Regions from separate parts of the Mus musculus genome. Here region 2 is linked to region 1. Evidence: chromatin contacts called from public HiChIP or PLAC-seq data. All regions are on one chromosome and are shown on one strand. Each heading gives the region's core, a stretch centred on a gene start, on an enhancer-like site or on the middle of the called end of the contact. The rest is flanking DNA. Distances are from core to core; before and after follow the strand shown. Region 1 holds the start of 1700012H19Rik (RIKEN cDNA 1700012H19 gene). Region 2 overlaps 2610035D17Rik (RIKEN cDNA 2610035D17 gene).

Evidence for each region. HiChIP or PLAC-seq counts read pairs in DNA pulled down with a chosen protein or histone mark.
Region 2: an H3K4me3 HiChIP or PLAC-seq map of embryonic forebrain shows a contact between it and region 1, with 4 times the contacts expected there. The contact joins the enhancer-like site here to the promoter of 1700012H19Rik in region 1. A contact is called at or near these places in 1 of 39 promoter capture datasets (liver), 1 of 484 Hi-C or Micro-C datasets (embryonic stem cells) and 18 of 115 datasets of contacts at active chromatin or transcription factors (craniofacial prominence, differentiating embryonic stem cells, embryonic basal ganglia and 10 more).

What each region holds. Positions count from the first base shown.
Region 1 is chr11:112,822,090-112,827,928 of GRCm38.p6, forward strand. 1700012H19Rik (RIKEN cDNA 1700012H19 gene) reads right to left here and starts at 3,039. Exons shown (of 2, transcript NR_130164.1): 1 at 2,824-3,039; 2 at 876-1,064.
Region 2 is chr11:113,163,730-113,170,108 of GRCm38.p6, forward strand. All of the region lies in intron 1 of 2610035D17Rik (RIKEN cDNA 2610035D17 gene), which reads right to left. All of the region lies in intron 1 of LOC115487747 (a long non-coding RNA gene), which reads right to left. Among named protein-coding and RNA genes, the nearest start is that of Gm39467, 33 kb to the left of the region's middle. Within about 2 kb of position 1,587, at least 86 of the 459 cell types and tissues checked have an H3K27ac peak or open chromatin away from gene starts, as enhancers often do. A contact at or near this core is called in embryonic forebrain, neural progenitor cells, neural stem cells and 2 more, where this site is marked.

The DNA of each region.
Region 1 (5,839 bases), core at 1,789-4,288:
TTCTCTCTCAAAAAAATAAAAACAAAAACATAGTCAGATTCACATTGGCCAAGTCTCCTACGGATCAGGCCTGCCCTGGTGTGGAGGTTTTTTTATTTTGTTTTGTTTTGTTTTGTTTTGTTTTGTTTTGTTTTGTTTTGTTTTCGAGACAGGGTTTCTCTGCGTAGCCCTGGCTGTCCTGGAACTCACTCTGTAGACCAGGCTGGCCTCAATCTCAGAAATCTACCTGCCTCTGCCTCCCATAGTGCTGAGATTAAAGGTGTGCACCACCACTGCCTGGCTGGAATGGAGTTAATATACCCAGTGTCACTCCATTAATGTGTGGGGACCCTGGCTTTCCTCCCCCCAGCAGCCATCAGTTACGATTAACTTCTTGTCAGGGCGGGATTTTGTACCCACTTCCCCTCCTCCACACATCAGTCACTGAAGTCAGTTTTCACCCATACCTGTTAAAGCAGATGTGGAAATCCCCTAGCCGAGACCTGGTCGAGTCCTAGACAGTGTGGTTAACTCTGATTTCTACATGGGAACCTGATTTTACCCTTTTGATTCCCTAACATAATTAGTCAGATTGACCTTCCAGCCACCTACACCTGCCCTTGGCACTACTGCATCAGCGCTGGATCCTGAGGGGCCCTGATCAGTCCCTGAGCTGTAGGACACAAGTTGGAAATTGGGCAAACTCAACATGGGTGGCTTTAGATATGTAGTGGCTGGCTGTGGCAGAGCAGTTCACACTGCCTGAAACAGAGCAAAATGCATCTCTGGACATTGGATAGTGTTTTTTTGTTTTTTTTTTCTCTTGTCTTTAGACATCTCTTCCATTTCCCAGATGTATTAGAGAAAGAGGCAGGGGATTCAGAAACTCCAACCTTGACACTAAAGCTAGGTTTTATTGGCTTCACTTGAGATCAATTGTAGGCTGTTTCCTAGTTCATGTTTTAGAATGGACTTTTGTTGTCCTGGTAAAAGGGGATGCCGAGCATGGGTGCCGTGAAGTTCTCTACTCCTCTTGTCTGGAGTGGAGCTGATTGATGCCCAGAGCTGCTGATGCTGTGCTGTATCTAGAAGGATGAAAACTCAGTAAGTACCTGTCCTGGCTGGTTTTGTGTCAACTTGACACAGCTGGAGTTACCACAGAGAAAGGAGCTTCAGTTGAGGAAATGCCTCCATGAGATCCAACTGTAAGGCATTTTCTCAATTAGTGATCAAGGGGGAAAGGCCCCTTGTGGGTGGTGCCATCTCTGGGCTGGTAGTCTTGGTTCTGTAAGAGAGCAGGCTGAGCAAGCCAGGGGAAGCAAGCCAGTAAAGAACATCCCTCCATGGCCTCTGCATCAGCTCCTGCTTCCTGACCTGTTTAAGTTCCAGTCCTGACTTCCTTGGTGATGAACAGCAGTATGGAAGTGTAAGCTGAATAAACCCTTTCCTCCCCAACTGCTTCTTGGTCATGATGTTTGTGCAGGAATAGAAACCCTGACTAAGACAGTAGCCAAGGAAGGGAGTGCAGAGAAGTCAGGGGGAACATCCTTACAAAGCTAGCCCTGTACCATCAAATACCTTTTTTTCTAGTTATATATATATATATATATATATATATCAGGCTTTCTCTGTGTAACAGATCTGGCTGTCCTGAAACTCACCTTATAGACCAGGCTGGCTTCAAACTCAGAGCTTCCCCTGCCTCTGCCTTGCAAGTGCTGGGTTTAAAGGTGTGCGCCACCACACCCAGCTCTCACAAAGATAATTTTCTTTCGATGATTTATTTTGATTTTTAAAATTATGTGTGTGTGGGTGGTGGTGGGGGTGCCCCACGTGTGTGCAGGTGTCCCTGGATGCTGCCAGAGAGAATCAGGATACCTGGACCTGGAGTTGGCAGTTGTTTAAAGCCCTATCTGATGTAGGCGCTGAGGTCCAAACTCTTCCAGAAGAGGAGCAAGTATTTTTTGAAACGGAGCCATCTCGCTAATCTCCAACAATTAAATTTTAAAACCACCACCACTACCATTCAATTTGTATTATTTGTAGCACATAGTATGTTTTTCTTCTTATTTTTTATTGCATTTATTTATTTAGTGTATGTGTGTGTGTGTCTGTCTGTGTCTCTGTATGTGTTGTGTCTGTGTCTCCGTCTGTGTCTGTGTCACAGGACATGTGCAGCCTAGGTGTCAGCCAAGCCTTTCCAAAGAGTGTTTCCCAAACCTTAGAGACTTGAGTCAGAGACAGCCCATCTGTACACACAACCTCCACCCACCTCCAGCTTCCCCAATAAACAAAGGCACACTGAGTCAGCTCCTGGCACGGGGTTCCTAATCTGAAGGCCGTGCCTCTTGCCCCTCTCTCTGTGCAGCTCACAAGAGCCATCCAGCCAACTACTATGGCTTTAAAATTCAGCATCCTAGTGTTCATAGGCAGTGTCCTTTATTCTTATGACACAGACCCAAAACCTTAGGAAGGACACAGAGTGGACTAGGAGAACCTGTTCTTTTCAAACAGTTACATGGTACTAATTTGTCTTGAGAAGACAGGCCAGGAATCCACAGGGTATCTTTGCATATCCTGGATCACCCAATTAAAACCATCTGTGACCCGTTCTGCCTCATCTTTCCCTACGGGCTTAACAAGAAACTAGCAGGGAGGAGGAACGGGGAGCACTCCTGTGGCTCCTGTCTGTGCCTGGCACTGTGTTGAGGGGTACCTTCCGAAGTAGATTCTCTTTGACCCTCACGAGATGGCATGGGATGATTTTCTCATTGCTCTGAGAAAGTTATCTTACAAAAGCAACTTCAGAAAGGTTTCTTTGGGCTCAGGTTTGAGGGAGACAACCTGTGACGGTGAGGAAGGCGAGATGGCAGGATCTTAGGGTGGCAGGATCTTAGATGGCAGGATCTTCTGGTCCCAGTGTGTAGTTTCTCTTTTTCATTGTGTCCAGGATTTCAGCCCATGGTGCTGCCCATATTTAGATTGGGATTTCCCACCCGAATTTACCCAGTCTAGAGACTCCATCATGGTCATGGTCATGGTCATGGTCATGGTCATGACAACAGGCTGTTTCCTAGGTGATTCTAAACATTCTGTCAGTGTTATTGTTATCAGTGTTAACACAGGAGCCCTACAGTCTAGAGGGCATTATCCCCATTTTTCAGTGGAGGAGGTAATGAAGGCTATGGAAGATGACTCCTCTGGGGCCCACAGTGAGGTATGTAGGATTTTGGTCATAACCTATCCCCAATTCCCAGTCTTCCTTACAATTGTGCTGTGCTGTTACAGAGTCCTGGAACAAGGGCCGAAGTGACATTGCAGCTGGACCACTGAAACAGCTTGCAAACTCCGGTTCATGTGACTCGAGGCCAAGGACTCCAAGATGGAGTGATGAGGAGAAGGAGAGAGCCAGATCTTAGCCTTGCCATTTGGAAGAGGGCTTTGCTAGTCATCCTTTTGGATCCTGCAATTCATCGTCCTGAGTGGATTTGTTGCAAAAGCAAGATCAGGACCAATCTGACATCTACAATGGCATCGTCTCCTACAGGGTCCATGATCTGCCAGTAGGGGATTCTCTGAAGCAATTAGGACAGATGCATTGTACAAGCTTACAGGCATAACACGGCCATCAGGCAAGGACAGCACCTTCAAATGGATACAGGAGAGTAACATATGGATGGAGAAGACACACTGTGAGCTCTCGCAGGCAACTTTTTCACTGTGTCTCTTCCTTCAGGCAACAGAGCCCTGGAACAAAACAGAATCTGGAAAATAGACATTGCATCGAATCTCATGTAGCTTCCAATTGTGCTTAAGCTTGTCTAAGGTGGAGGTTCGGGGAGGAGGAACTGTAAAATAATGTTTGGAACATTCTTCCTAAGATCCATAGCTCCACTTTGACTTCTTCAACATTAAGAGGGATAAAGTCCTGGTTGCTTCTGCTGTGTTCCCAAGGCTCATGAAAGCCAGACACTAGACTCCTGTTGGATCTAAAAGGAAACTCCTAAATAAGTCCACAATGTTACTGGGAAAATGTCTTGAAGGGCCAGTGTTTCTGATTTCTCAGGTACCAGCCATTATCTCAAGATCATCTTTTATTAAGAAATTGTCTCCCCCCACAAAAATAAAAAATTGTCCCCCCCAAAAAGTAGGCGGGGAAATGGATTAGCATGCTGGAAAAAGGCTAGAGGCTGGGAGTAAAAAGCGACAAAGGTTTGGCATAGAGGATTTTGCATCTTATTCCGAAGTTCACATTATATAGCATCTTCCATGGTATGTGACTGCTGATAAATATTCATTGGAAGAAGGAATAACCTAATGTGATGCAAATCACATGCAAAGCAATATGTAAATCAATCCATTCTATGAAGTCAATAGGTGAGGTACCATGCATATTAAAAGTACAGAGGGACAGCTTCTAAAGATCTAGGAGAGGCTCCTAATGCTAGCAGGGACCTTCCAGTCTTTAAAGGACCCATTAGTCAGAGGAGATTCCCCTGTCAAAGAATGACACCAAGCATGAAGCTGCCAAGCAGGGCCAGAGAGCAAAATAGACAGGAGGACAATGGCTGTTCCCTTCATCCCCTTCAAGGCTGATTCCAAACAAGTTCTCCTTCCTGGCCCTCCCACCCTGATCAGATCTGATAGTGATTGGTTGGTCAAGACAGCTGAGTGACAGGGAGGCAGGCTGATCTGCTTGTTTATTAGCCACGCTATTCAAGATGGCTCCTTCAAGCCTCCCAACAAAAGAGCAAGGGACACAGAGACAGAACAGGGGGAAAGTCTGTATGAATTCCCCAGTGTACACACAAGATGTTTATCAGCTTTTGTTTCCTTTGAAAGCTCGCTCCCCTCCACTGTCACAGGCTCACACCAGGACATACATGCTTTGTACAGATCTGCAGACATACAGGAAGTTGAGAGGAGCCCAGAGCAATGAAGATTTGTACTCTACTGTTTCAAGCATCCCCGGGGGGTTGATGTCACAAATTCTCTAGCCCCAGAGAAGGTCACAAATTGTTTCGTATTGGGACTCCGAGCTCTGTTTGCTTTCAGTGCCTCTCAGACCTCCTGACAGGACAGGCGGACATGGAAATAAGTCAAGGGTGACCCTGCTGGTGACCCGTAGCCTCACCAGCCAACTCCTGATTGCAACCTCCTGGCTTCAGTAACAGCCTTTAATTCAGGCCTTCTGGCTTCTCCGAGGCCACAGTTGCAGTTCAGCTGCAGTAAACAAGGGTCAGGTCAGATGTTCTATGCCCTTGGTTCACGGTGTGACAAGGCAAGGTAGGAAGAAGATTGACGGGTGGGGGTGGGGCCTAATGCAGGAAGGAAGAGAGGGAAAGGGGTTCTGATCTTTCAGCAAACCCATACCTCCTTTCGCCTAAGAGCCCCTCTTAACCCGATATGTAGACCTGGTACTTTTCAGTCCTTGAGATGCAAACATTACATGTGTGCCTGGATGCTGGTCCTCAAAGCCCTACCTTCCAGTGCATGCTCCTGGGGTATTAGATCGTAAAAGCCACTCTCACAGCTATGTAGTAATACAGCAAAGCATGAAGGCAGACCGTGACTCAAGTTTATATATACACAGCTCAGACACTATGTATTGAGGGCCACACACACACACCTTTGCATATACCATCATTGTCACCCCTCTGTATACTAGGGACATAGGTCATTTTTACAAAGAATCTTATGAGTCAACTTATACAAAAGTGGGGGCATGCTGCTCTCTACAGCCCTGGCCATGGAATCAGCCACACAGCAGACAGGGGCATTTCGGGGGTTGGATGGGATGCATCCTCCCACTCAGCTGTCCCTGTTCACAGACGCTAAACCTGAGACCCTGAAGGAAGCA
Region 2 (6,379 bases), core at 337-2,836, 340 kb after region 1:
GGACACGCTGGGCTTTCCTGGGCTATCATGGGGGTCCACGTGCTGCAGTGACTGATGGTGGGTCTCCTTTCCGTTCCTGCCTCTCTTTCCGTGGTCTCCTTTCTCTTTTTTGAGAAGCCACACAACTCCTGAGCCTCTGTGAGGCACCAGATAGTACACTTGCAGGTGAGTGAGCCTTAGGATAGCGTAAGAATAAAAGTACAAATTGTCCTTTGCCAGGCGACAGGGGGCCCTCTGGCCCAGGGGAAGCTGGGAGTTAGCCTGCTTGGCTAGGACAGCTTCTCCAGGTTCCTCCTTTCCCACTGCCCTCCCCAGCTGGGGTGGGGTCACAACCTCCCTTAGCCCTGCCTGCCTCTGGACAAGTCTAGCTCAGGCCCCACACTGTGCCTGGCCCTAGGGGCAGGCAGATCTAGGAGGAGCAGCCCAGCCCCCAGCCCCCACCCCCACCCCCACCAGCCGGCTGCATTTGTTCCAGGGGGGCAAGGGTCTGGTGCAGTGACCCCTGGGACTCGCCTCTCAGTCACTGGCCCAGGCAGCTGGGAAAGGCTCTGACCTCCACAGAGACAGAGGGCTTCTGGGAGAGGAGCCCCAGAAGAGAGGCCTGAACTCAGAACCTACTCTGTTTTCCTGAGAACAGTCCTGGTCTTAAATGGAGCTACAAAAAGGAAAGCACTTCCAATCAGGAGCTTAGCTCTTCATTTGGCTTTCCCTGTAAGAGACAATCTTATCACCTTCTTCCAAACGCCCCCCGCCCCCCTCCCCCCCCCCCAAACCATAGCTTCAGTGAGACCCGGGTGACCCAAACCCCTGCCTCTGCGTACAGAAACCCCAAAGAAGGACGTGCTTTTAAAACAACATCTACAAACAAGCTTGTGAGGAAACCCCTTGGCTCCGCAGTGAGTGGGTGTGCACTGAAAACGGAATGAATGAAGTGACCCTGCTCAGGGGTGGAAGGGGTACACATTTGTGCAACCAGAATAGACCTCGGAGAGAACTATTTCTAAGGCAAACTCACGGAGGCTCTTTGTTTTCGGTCGCCCCTTGAAGGGTTTGACACAGAATGACTGCAAAGCTCATCTAGGAAAGAGTTTCCAATCTCTCCTCCTTCCTCCTCTTCTTCCCCCGCCCCCCCCTTCTCCTCCTTCTCCTCCTCCTCTTCCTCTTCTTCCTCCTCTTCCTACCCTTCTTCCATTCTGTGTTTAGCTAGCTTTCTCTCCTAAGTACAAACTCTAGACAAGAGTTCAGACTAGCTATCACTTCTGCCCCAAAGACAGTGATCACCACCAGGTCAGGATGCAGATGGCTCTAAACCGTTCTTTAGCACACTAGGGCGTCTGACCCGCTGCTGGGGAAGCTGCAGGAACACACAGCACAGAACACAATACCAACACCCCAAACTTCCTTCGCTGCAGGAGAAACTAGCTCTGAGCTCTGCATTTGTGCTCAAGCAGAACGGGCAGGCGTCAGGCGCTGCGCCCCACCAGCAGCCAGGGCACAGTCGGGCGCCTGGATGACCACTGCAGCTCAGCCAGGGGCCCGGAGGAGAAAGCAGGCACACGGTGGAGCCACAGCGCCATCAAGTGGTCAGTTTGCGAATGGTCGCGAGACGCATGCCCTGAGCTCAGGGACAATGTCCAGGGTTCCCAGTGTCAACTGTCCCTGGAGAAAACAGGGCTGCCAAGCCTTCATTCCAGGACGTGGGGCAGGAGCCTACAGCCGGACACCATCTGTCAAGGCATGCGACACCCTCCAGGGCTGACCTGGAATCTGCCCTGGAGGATGTTCGGAGACCCTGTTCCAACTCTGAGAGAGGTCATAACCCAGGCACCGCCCTCTCCTCTAGCAATGTGCTCAGAGCCTACAGGTTTCTCAAGAGCTATGGGGCAGAGAGGGCACCACCTGAGTAGCAGGCCTATCAGCCTGCCTGAATTATGCAGGGATGGGGCAACAGAGAGACAGCAAGGCAGCTGCGAGTCCAGGCTGTGGGAAGGAATGGAGCCTCCGAGTGGGAGTTGCCGCCTGCAGCCCTGACAGGCCATGGCTTTAACACTCCCTTCTGGAACTCAGCATTTAATTCCAAGTGCCTCCTGGGACAGATCTGGTCCTTGGAGTCAAATTACAGTCCAAGAAGGACTCAAAACACAAAAATAAAAACACATACTTTGCAAATAGAGGAGTGTTCCAGACCAGTGTATATCTGAAGACCTAATTATATTATTTTCCTGCACATTTATAACTATGATAGAATTTAGTATGAAAAGCAAATTAAGAGATTATCAATAACTATTAAACAACCAGAATAATTATAACAATACACTGGGGGGGGGGTGTTAAAAAAATCACTCAATATTTACAAATTCTTTATTTCTGAAATTTTCTACTTAATATATTCTGATACCGTTTCCAGCAGAAAATAGAGTTGCAGACATGAGAGGGGGCAGTGCTGTGTAAAGGCGGACAGAACAGTGGGGCGCCCTCTGTCCTAGTGCTGGCTCTGCACATGCAATCTCTGTCCTAGTGCTGGCTCCACTGCACACAGGACCTTGTTCAGCTTTCACCACAACCTTAGGAGATGGGTTCTTTTTATGATCTTTTTCTATAGGAAAGGCAGAACCCAGAAATGAAACACCCTACCCCTAGCTGCCCATTGGAGAGGGACAAAGCCAGGCCTGGATTCCAACACTGGCTTCCTGCCTCCAGACGCCATCCTCCCTCCCTCCCTCCCTCCCTCCCTCCCTCCCTCCTTTCTCTCCCTCCAGGGGGAACAAGGTTTTATCAGACAGAGATGTGCACATTTTTCAAGAGGGAGGGGCATCTTTGCAGACAGAGCTGGCTAGAAATGCCTAGCTAGGTTTGGGCATGAGAGATTGTGCAGGTGAGGGGCTGAGGCCTTCAGGGTGGACCCTGCCCTTTCTAGCTTCACTCCCACACCAATCTTAGGCCTCCCTCCCGGAAGCACCTTCTGCATGGGCCCCTCCCTGCTCTGGCTTCTGCAATTGACTTCCAGGCCAGCGTGCCCAGCTCGCCCTTGGAGCTGCCAGGACTCAAGGTTATTCAATGACACCCCAACTGCCAGATACAAAGAAACTGTTCTCAACCCTCCCTCCCCTGGAGGCTCATAGCTCTGACATTCCCACTTGCAGAAACACACTTGCATGCTTGTGCGAGTGTATACATGTGTTGGGGGGGGGGCGTGTGTGCCTGCGTGTGTGCCTGCGTGTGTGGAGGACAGAAGTCCACTTTGGGCATTTTCTTCTGCTGATCTCTGCCTTGGTTCTTGAGATAAGGGTCTCTTAGTAAACCAGCAGGCTCACCGATTTTCCTAGGCTGGCTGGCCAGTGAGCTCGTTGTGTGTGTGTGTGTGTGTGTGTGTGTGTGTGTGTGTGTGTGTGTGTGATGTGTCCAGTCTCTGCCTCCCCAGTGCTGGTATTACAGCAGCCAAGAGCATAACCCTGCCTTGCCTGGCTTTTAAGCAGATCTTAGGGCTCTGGCTGGGTCCTCCTGCCTCCAGAGCCAACACTTTACCCACCGAGCCATCTCCCAGAAACAGCTGTTCTCGGAAGCCTCGGAACACAGCGACATAACATTTCCTTGTCTCCTTCTCACTTTTGTGGATGCTCTATGCTCACAAGTCACCTGCTTCATAAACTGCCAGTGCGCAGCAGGGAAGTCAGACCACGGTGACAAAGACAGCTACAGGCTGGGCTTCATCCGAGCCCTCATGAAGTATCACATGAGCGTCTGCTGTCTAGACACCCTCTCTGGCTTCTCCACATAATGGGGACCACTCAGCAGGACGAAGCTGAGGGACCGAAGCTGAGGGACGTGTAATGTCAAGGTTTAGCGGGATGCTGGTGCAGAACAGGGCTCCCAACGGCTGCCTTATCAGGCCCCGAGCTGGGTCTGTCCCTCAGTCCTAGGCCCTCAGTCACCTCGCCGTCTGGTCTGCGCCCTGTAGGATGAGATCGCCCAGAATGCACCTTCTCTAAAGCTGACCTTGCCCACGCCACCCCTTCCTTGCTAGGTGGGTCCAGCCATCTCCCTGGACCCAGAAGCACTAGAATCGCCCCTCCCTGCCTTGATGGGTTGCTAGTCTGGCTCTTGGACCTCTGACCAGCTTTTCCAGTACAGTAACACCTCCCCTCGTTGACCCCACCTCAATTATCTCAGATCTTGCTACTTTCTGCTCAAAACCTGGCTTGGTCCCGCGCTACCCTCTCCTGCTGGTTTGCAGTTCCAGCTCTGCCACAGAGGTTGAGATCATCAGACCCTGTACCCACTTCATCTACCTTCCCCCAACGTTATCCTCAACATTCCAACTCCCCAAACAGGGCGTCTGTCAGGTCACCCTTCCCCTTTCCCTCTTTCTGCATGTCAACTTCAAAACCCCAAACAAATGTCACCTCCTCCTGTAAGTCCTGCATGATGTACACTTCCCACTCACAGCCCCATCTGAACCCTGCAGCATAACTGAATTCCTGTCTCTCTTACAAGGTAAACCCTTTGGGAACATGGATACCCCAGGGGCCAACCCACCCACCCAGCATGCCCTTCACCAGTTTCGGGTATAGCAATGTCGCTCTGGGGTAATGATGGCACTTTGGGGGTGAACAGAAACAGGTGAAGAAAGAGCGTGTCTCAGATGTACTTTTGAGTGATTGTTTCAAAGGAGCAGCTTATTAACTAATATTAATAAGGTTCTTATTTAGCTTAATATATTCTGGAATCTTTTCGATCAGTCTTTGGGGAAGCATTCTGAGCCCGTTCATTTTTGCATCATCAGAGCTCTGAAATGGAGGGTAAACAGCATCGCAGGTACCGAAGCCTGAAGAACTCTGCGGCTATGACACTGGGCAGCCTATCCCATGGAGCCTCTGGGCACACACACCTGCGTCCCTTGGACTGAGCCCCATAAGCCTCTTCCCTCTGCTAATGTCATTCCTGAGACGGGTCTCATATAGCCCAGGCTAGTGCAATCCTATGAAACCAAGGATGGCCTTGAACTCCTGGTCCTCCTGCCTGCACCCCTGAAGTGCTGGGACTGTCACTACCCTGGGTTTTATGTGGTACTGAGACTCGAACCCAGGGCCCTGTGCATGCTAGACAAACCCTCTACCAACGGAGCCATGTCCCCAGCCCGGTCTCATCTCCTGTCACTGGAATCAATTATGGCCTCCTGGGAACCTTGATCCTCGGGGATGCTCAGGGAAAGGTTTTCTCAGCTTTGATGAACAGACAAACATTGGGCCCTTCCTCAGTCCTTGTAGGGCATATGAGCCTTATCCAGAATCTACGTATCCTGAAACCAAGGTGTTCTCTCTGTCTGTCTGTCTGTCTGTCTGTGTCTCATGTGTGTGTCTCTCTGTGTGTCTGTGTGTGTGTGTCTCTCTCTCTGTGTCTGTCTCTCTCTCCCTCTCTCCCTTCGCTCCCCCCCCCCTCTCTCTCTCTCTCTCTCACACACACACACACACACACACACACACACAGTATTTTACTTGGCTCCGATTAAGCAGGATATTCTGTCTGGTTAAGGTGCTTCAGGTGATTATAAGGTGTTGACCCAGAAGTTGTTTCTCTATGACATCATGACAGGTGTAGCCTACGGTGAGAACTGCACTACACTGTGTCTGTGTTCCCTGAAATCCACATGTGGCGTGCCTGGTACCTGTGATGACGGAGTTAGGAGGAGGTGGTCAGAGGGTGGAGTCCTTGGGAACAGGATGAGTGAGCACCCTAATAAAAGGGATCCGGAATGATCCTGTTCCCAAGGATATTGTCACCGTGCCTAAACAGGTGACACTGGGGATGTCACCTGTGAGGAAGGTAAGGATTCTTTATATTAGGAAAACATCCTTTACAACCACAAAGCAGAAAGCCACAGCCACACACACAGCCACAGCCACAGCCCTCTGGAAGGCTACGTCCTAGAGGGAGTCAGCTCTATTCTTCAGGATGAGCCTGGACAAGGGAGACCTACCTGCCCACTCAGGACCTGCGGGGACTATCTAGGTCATTCCCTACGGACAGTGCCTTCATTCTAGAAGGTTCTTTGTCTCCGTGCAAAGCCAAGCCTCAGTCTATTGAAGGCAGTGAACCACTGCAGGATATCCCACCCCGCATGCCCAGGCCTGAGCCCCGAGCTGTTGTTCCTTCACCTCTCAGCACATGGCTGACTCTAGAGGTGAGCAACACCCTGGGTGCATAGGAGGTGGGGGTCCCCGTCCTTCTGGAAGGACTTGGGGAGCCTGCAGAGGACCAGAGCATCTCAGAACCCCGAGATGGCTTTTCAACTGCCTTTGGCCCTCCCTGGGTTCTTTCAGCTTTCTAGGTGACTTACAAAACTCACCGGAGGTCACTCGGGAGGCATCTCCTGCTTTCA